Regions from separate parts of the Pan troglodytes genome. Here region 2 is linked to region 1. The links are chromatin contacts, called in public Hi-C maps. All regions are on one chromosome and are shown on one strand. The core of a region is the stretch at or near the end of the contact, and the rest is flanking DNA. Distances in the headings are between cores, read along the strand shown. Region 1 overlaps OPCML (opioid binding protein/cell adhesion molecule like). Region 2 holds the start of OPCML (opioid binding protein/cell adhesion molecule like).

The links. Hi-C and Micro-C count contacts between places; a contact is called where the count stands out from the background.
Region 2: a Hi-C map of stem cell-derived neural progenitor cells shows a contact between it and region 1, with 2.3 times the contacts expected there. The contact joins the promoter of OPCML here to the enhancer-like site in region 1. A contact is called at or near these places in 2 of 7 Hi-C or Micro-C datasets (induced pluripotent stem cells and stem cell-derived neural progenitor cells).

The regions. Positions count from the first base shown.
Region 1 is chr9:134,746,985-134,750,671 of NHGRI_mPanTro3-v2.0_pri, reverse strand. The region is part of intron 1 of OPCML (opioid binding protein/cell adhesion molecule like); the gene reads left to right. Among named protein-coding and RNA genes, the nearest start is that of OPCML, 130 kb to the left of the region's middle. Within about 2 kb of position 1,696, at least 2 of the 24 cell types and tissues checked have an H3K27ac peak or open chromatin away from gene starts, as enhancers often do. A contact at or near this core is called in stem cell-derived neural progenitor cells, where this site is marked.
Region 2 is chr9:134,875,814-134,879,500 of NHGRI_mPanTro3-v2.0_pri, reverse strand. It overlaps OPCML (opioid binding protein/cell adhesion molecule like), which reads left to right and starts at 1,910. Exons shown (of 7, transcript NM_001012436.1): 1 at 1,910-2,076. The coding sequence starts at 1,910.

The DNA.
Region 1 (3,687 bases), core at 447-2,946:
GAAACTGACCTAAGAGAGACTGCTTGTCTATGATCATGTTAAACCACAATGCCATGAAGTTGGAATCAGTATCATCCTACATGATTTTTCATGCTGCTTAGAAAGCCTCTGAGTCTTTAGTCCAATATTGCTCTTATTTTCCAGCGCAGCTATCGCAAACATGTCCATTTCCTCAAGACTCCAACTTGCCCTTGCCACTTTTCACTGTCCCACCAGCTGATTTCATGTCCTATTTTATGTAGAGAAAAATTAGGCCAATAAGTGTGAACTGCCTCCAGCTGCTGCTTCTTGCCTGCCTTCCTCTGCATCTAGCACCCATCTTATCTTCCTTGTGCACATCTCTGCTTTGCAGCAAGACACATTTCTCTATCTGTGTCTGTTGCATTCTTCTTCAGGATTTCATGCCATCCAGTATCTCTTTCTTCTTCTAGATCTTCAACCTTGACTGGCTTTAATAAATTTTGTCACAACATGTAAACATGAGTTTTTGAAGAAAATAAATCAATGAATAAGAATTTTAAAACCATCTCAACCCCATGTCCTCCTTTGGGGACCCTCCTATGGGGGGTCACAATAATCTCCCTCATTCTCCTCACACCTAACCTACTGGAAAGAGGACTCTGTATTCACTCTTCTTAACTGTCACTGTCACTTCTCAACTCACACAAACCTAACAGGAAAGGGCATAAAGTATTTTGGGGGAAAATAAAGTAGACAGGAAGAGTCAGGGCCAAACAGACCTTAAATTCCTTTGCTAAAGACTTCAAACTTAACGCCAAGAGCGAAGGGCACCCATTGAAACATCTCCACACATCTTTAATCTATTATTTTTGTCTGATGTATTACATGTTTGTGTAGCCCCTTCCCATCCTCACGTACTTCACAGGAGGTCCCTGCCATCTGAATTACAGTAGAGAATTCTGCAAATATTCAGCGGGCTGACAGGTCAAGATGCAGAGGAGACTTCTATTGTCATAGCAAGACTTAAAAGTCCAGGTAGGTCATCAAAAAGGGAAAGGCATAATCCGATAGACATTTTAGAAAGGTGACTCATGGAAGAATGAGAAATGGATTTAATCTGGTGAATTTGGACGCAAAAAGATGAGTTAAGAAACTATTAAAATAGTCCATATGGGGCAAAGGCTTCAACTTTACAGCTAAGGGTTTTATGGGGGTCACGAAAATCAGGTAAGAAATGAAACTAAGCTCTTTGGGGAAAGATGGCTTTTAAGTTCACAATAAAGACCTCACAGTGATTTACTGTAACTTGTTTTTTTTTCTAAAGGAGTCATATTCCACTGAGATCAGAACACTTATGAATGACTGTGTGCTATTGTAGGAAGTGTATTTAGGACCCACTTCATCCACACTAATGAGAACACTTGCCTCTTGTGAGCTCTTCCACAAGAATCTTCTGTTTCATTGGAGCCTGAAGTCTGAAATCCTAATTCCTCCACAGCCCCCCATAGCAAATTCCCATTACAATAAACTCCATGAGGCTATGTGTGATGGTTAATTTTTTACATGTCAACGTGACTGGGTCATGGAGTGCTCAGATTAAACATTATTTTTGAGTGGGTCTGTGAAAGTGTCTCAGGATGAGATTAGCATTTGAATTGGTGGACTGTGGACTCATTAAACTAGAATGCCCTTTTTAATATGAGTAGTCACAATCCAGTCTATTGAGGGCCTGGATAGAACAAAAGGCAGAGGAAGAAGGAATTTGCCCCTCCTCGTTTTTTCATTTCTGCCTCACTGCCTGAACTGGGACATCATTTCAACAGCTTCTGCCCTTGGGCTGGGATTTACATCATTGGCTCCCCTAATTCTCAGGCCTTTGCACTGGACTGAATTATACCACTGGTTTTCCTGGGGCTCCAGCTTGTACTTGGCAGATTATGAAGTTTCTCAGCCTCCATAACCGTATGAGCCAATTTCTCATAATAAATACATCTCTATCTATAATCTCCTATTAGTTCTGTATCTCTGAAGAACCTTGACTGAAACAGCAGACAATGAGTTCAACTCATCACTCTCCAGTTCCTCGTACATATCACTTGCTACATAGTAGAATTCAACACTATTTTGAATGAATGAATGAGCAAAGAAACCTGTGAAATTGGAAGTGACTGCTGTCATTCATCCATCATTCATTAGTTATTTACTAAACACATACTTCGTGATCAGAACTGTTCTAGACATTGGGATTTCAGTGTGAAAAGGATAACTTTGAGGCAACCACTGAAGAGGTGATTGTGAAAGCGATGGACACGTTATTTGAAAAGGTGTTATTAGTGCATGTAAAATGCACACCTATCTCAGACAAGGGTGAGGAATGCTGGCTTCCAAAATGAGATTCCATTTAAGCTGAGGCTGAGGGCAAACAGTAATTATCCCAGGGAAGGTAGGATGGGGGAGAGTAATACACCGGGGGAAGCAGCTGAGATGAGAATTAAGGTAGGGGTTTCACAGGTTAAAGTAGTTCAAGTTTGGCAGAAGGAAGAGCTTACAGAGGCAATGATGAGGGATAAAGCTGGACAAAAAACAGTGGATAAAGGATATCTATAATAAGGGGTTTGGACTTGATGCTGGGGATGCACAGTGCTGCATCTTTAAAGAGGTTCTCTCCAATTAAGATAGAAGTCAGCTAAGAGTGAGATTTAAGATGGGGATACAGAAGAGTGGAGAAGGTTGCTGCTGCAGGCTGTGGCACCATGGTGCTGATGATGGGGGCTGCTTCTCTTGCATTGGTAGTGTCCATCATGCAGTAAAATGACTGCTGTGGTGCTCAGGTTCTACCATTGTGCTGGTACTTCTGCAGAATTAAAGGAACTTTTGTGAACTCACTTTGAAAATTAAACAACCCTCTTAATAAACTCTTTTGACGGAAAAATATGTTGAGACTTCTAATTATCACTGTAAAGACTGACTTCAGTAATGCTGCCTAGTTATAATTGAGACACTGTTTCCATATATGAGTTCTTTAAAAGAGATATGCAGATGGACATGATCTTTGAGCTGTAAAAAGTCTGAACGAAAATATCCTGAAGATATCATCAAAATATAAAGTTATCTAAAAAAAACTGTGTACTGAGTTCACAGAAATTAAATTCAAAAGCAATGAAATTATTAAAAAAGAGAACCTATTTGAATCAAAACGGAATATTTTATTGATTTTTATTGAGTTTTATTTTAAATTAACTTGAAAGTTTTTAAGTTTTATAGAAATGCTCAGTGTTTTCAGGGAGGTCTCATTTAGTAAATCATAGCTGTACAAACCTCAAGTTATAGGACCTCTGTATAGATCTAATTCATCTTGCTTTCAATGAATATTTTTTGAGGACATATTATGTGGAAATCACTGTATTAAGTGCTAGGGAGATACAGAAAAGTATTAGTAAAAGCAGGCTCCTGCCCTCAAGGAGAATTTAAGTTGGTGAGGAAGATATACACAAAATGATAACTAATACCACAATCTATGTAATAACAGAGTAGGAGATGAATTAGTGATAAGATAATCAAGATCATTGTAGTTCCAAAGAGCAGGCAATTAAATGTAGCTGGAAGTAGAATATTTGCTGAGTTCTCAATGTTGGATCCACTTTTAACAGACAGATAAAAGAAGGGAGCAGGCCATCTGGTTTTCTGCTTCATCATGCTATTGAAACTATACTTTAAAACATTTCC
Region 2 (3,687 bases), core at 661-3,160, 130 kb before region 1:
TCCTTCAGCAACTAAAGTAATAAACGATAAGAGCTTAATGCTTATTTTTGAATTAAATTTCATTTTGCCAATTGTGCAGAGCCCAGTCTAATTTAACAAAAGGCTCTGAGAAAAAATACAGTAGAGCAGATGCACATAGCAACCATTAAATTAGAATACAACGGGGAGGCTTCTGCCAGGGGAGCGGAGAGGGCCTCCCGAGGGGCCCAAGGGAAGCGGAGCTCTGGGGTTTAGAGCAGAAAGAGACAAATCCGAGACCAAAGAAAGGGGGAGGCTGGCCCCCAAAAGCACCCAGTCACCTCCCAGCACCACTGCGGCGCCGCTTCCTGTGAGGGGTTTTAGGAGGATCAGTCCTACTACTTTGTAGGATCTGCTGTGTTTTTCCCAGCCCTTGCTTTTTACCACGATAAGGTGTAGGACAGGGACAATGTTGCACGCTGTGTTTTAAGGAGAAATTGAGATTTGCCACTTTGGGGACAGGCGTCCAGTGGAGGGGCACGGGCGTTTCCGAGGTGGGTCCTTGGAGGTGGGTCCATTCCACCTCTGCGCGGGCCCAGGACAGCGCGCCGTCAGGACTGGACTTGGCTGGGCGGGGAGCCGTTCGCAGCGCGATGGACACGCACACCGGTGCCCCATCTGGCGTGGGCAGGGTAGTTCAGCTCTCCAGGGCGGGGTTTGGCAACTTCTGCGCTGGCATCGGCGAGGGAAGGTGCCAGTGTCAGTTTTCAATTTGCTGCTTTCCCCAGAACTCCCTCTCCCGCCCTCCCCTCTCCCTCCCCGCTCCCCCCACCCCGCCCCTCTGTAGGGGAAGCCACTGCGAGGGGCGCCGCGTTCTCTCCGCTGGCGCCGGTGTCGGGACGGAACGAAGTGGGCGCGGTGCGGGCTCATCCCCGCAGGCATCCCCAGCCCGGTGGGCGCGGCGGAGGTTAAGGTGGGCGCCCGCGCCCCGCGCCCCGCGCCTGCCCGTCGGGATGAGCGCGCAGTCCGCGCCGCCCGCCAGCCCGCTCGCTCCGAGGCGGCACCGGGAGAAAGCGGCGGTCAGGGATGGAGCTGCTGCCATGACAACCCCGGCCGTCCGGGCCCGCGCGCGTCAGGGCTGCTCCCGGGAGGAAGGCGGCGCGGAGGCCGGGGACGGCCGCTGAGCGTGGCGTCCGCGCGTCCCCGCGTCTCGTGCCGCGTCCCCGGAGGAGGCGGGGGCCGCCGTCCGCCCAGCTCCCCGTGCGCCCGGAGCCTGCGCCGGGCGGCGCTCCCCCGGCTGGCCGCGAGTCGCCGACCGGGCTGCAGAGGACGGCCACCGACCGGACGACCCTGGCTGCGCCGGCTGCGCGTCCCCGCCTTGGAACTTTTTGCCGCCTTGGGGTTCCAGATGCGAGACGTGGGGCTGGGGGACACGTACATCTGTCCATGTGTGTGATCTAATAAAACATTTCCTCCTCTCCTTGAAGCCGCAGCTTTTTATGACAGCTCCTGTATGTCAGAGACACTTGCCTTCTTCTTTGGGTTATAAACTTTTGATGCCAGAGCTCTGCGGAACGTGCCCAACTGAATCTTAAAGTAGCGTCTCGAAGAGAGAGGCAGAGAAAGCGCAATCCGTGACCTTCATCCCCGCACCTTGCTTCTTCCTCTCCCCTCCTGGCTGCCTCCCTCCTCCCCAGGGGAGCGTCAAGAAAGCTCTTTTTGGATGCAGGAGGGGGCATCTGGTTCTGCTAGGCTGGAAAGCTGAGGCAGGATCTGAGGAAGAATTCTTAGACTCCGGAGAGCCTGGACTCCTCTCTTCTCCTTCCCCCTGCTCCTGGCGAGCTCTGCCCCTTCCCTCCTCCCCGCACCGCTTCCCGAGCCGGCTGGTGCGCGGGGCGGGGGACCAGGACCGTGCGGCTGCCGGAGTTCTGGGAAGTTGTGGCTGTCGAGAATGGGGGTCTGTGGGTACCTGTTCCTGCCCTGGAAGTGCCTCGTGGTCGTGTCTCTCAGGCTGCTGTTCCTTGTACCCACAGGAGTGCCCGTGCGCAGCGGAGATGCCACCTTCCCCAAAGCTATGGACAACGTGACGGTCCGGCAGGGGGAGAGCGCCACCCTCAGGTAGGGAGCTGTCCTTCCGCGGGGGCCGAGCCCCTGGGCTGTGGTCGCTGGGGAGAGGTGGGAAGAGGGGGCAGAAGGCTCCATGGGGGACCGGAGCGCGAGAGGGCCTTGTGCAGGCCCGAGGGGCGCCCGCTTGCGTGCTGCCGTGCCGACTGCCGTGCCCCTGGACAGGTTTGTCCTGTGCTCCGGCTATGCTGGTCGAGGACCTTATGCGTGAACCTTGAAGTCCACGTGTGGGACTCCATGGTTCTTTGAAGCCATGACAGGCTAGATTCTCTCCTGCTTGGGCACCATGATGAGAACATGAGTGCATGGGTTTGAAATACTGGGGGGCTAGCCTGAGCCCCTTGGATGGCTGTCACAGGCCAGAAGGTACATGATGAGGCAGGATCGTCCTCAGGACCACCAGGCTAGCCCTTATCAGAGATGCACCTCACATATAAGGCTGTGGAATTACCAGTGTCAGGCCACGGCCTGTTATGAGTCTCCTCAAGACCCAGCACTCGTGCCAAACCTGGTGTAGTGCTCCTAGGGTCCCTATTGTAAATTATGATAGCAGTTTTATTTTTGCAGACTGGGTCCAAGGAAAGGAAACATGTAGCTTTTATGCAACAACATCACTCCTGTGTGAAAAGCACAATAGGAGAGCTTTTTGTTTTACCTTAATGAGTTACAGAGAATCACTTGCATGCTCCAGGCAGAGAGGTGGAGAATCTTGGAAGATGAACCTTTGGGGACTGGGCTTGCTGCAGCAGATACTTTAATAAAAATGCAGCTACCACTTTCCACCAGCTCAGCAGATATCATCTTTTATCCCTTTAATGAGGCAGTTCTGGTCCTAGGAGACAGATTCAGGGACGTCCCAGCTTAACTATGTCTCACAATGTACACAGGGCGAATGCATTTGCCCTGCCTACGACTTTGATGGTTATGGTGAAAATAAAACATCCTGACCCAGATTCTGCAGCCAAAATGCCTGGCTTCCCCTAGGAGAGTGTGACGGTGGGGGTTCTTCCTGTTCCTCCCTTGGCTTTTCTGGTGGAACCTTTCCTGCATCTGGACAAGCCTCTCCCTGGAGGAGGAAAGACCTGTCTCTGGGACACCAGAATTCTTTTTCTAAGCCCAAGGGTGAAGATTGGATTCTGCCACTTTGGGTGATACTTAGCTGGATCTTCTTTTTAGTTAGAGAACAGGTCCCAGAATCCTGTGTGCTGTTTCTCAGAAGCCCAAAGCAAATGGAGAAAAAAGGAGAATAGAGAGGCCCTTCCTGGAGATGTGAAGGAAAAGTCCTCCTGGCCATGTGGGTACCACTCAGCCTGCCCCAGACTAGAATGTAATATCCCTACTTCATTGCTTCCAAGAAGGTCCCATGAGGAATCAGGGAACATTTCCCAATACGCATTTGCAGTGAACTAGTTGGCTTAAAGATATAAGCAGCACACGGGTTATAATACATGTTAACCAAGAAAATGTCAGTAAATATTACCAGTGTTCAGGGATGTTGATGCTGCCACACACCTCTTTACCATCTAATGTGCCACTGGGGGCAAAGAGGTCTAGCACTGAATAGGATCTCAGTCCTGAATTTTCCAAAATCCTCTGTCCTCTTCC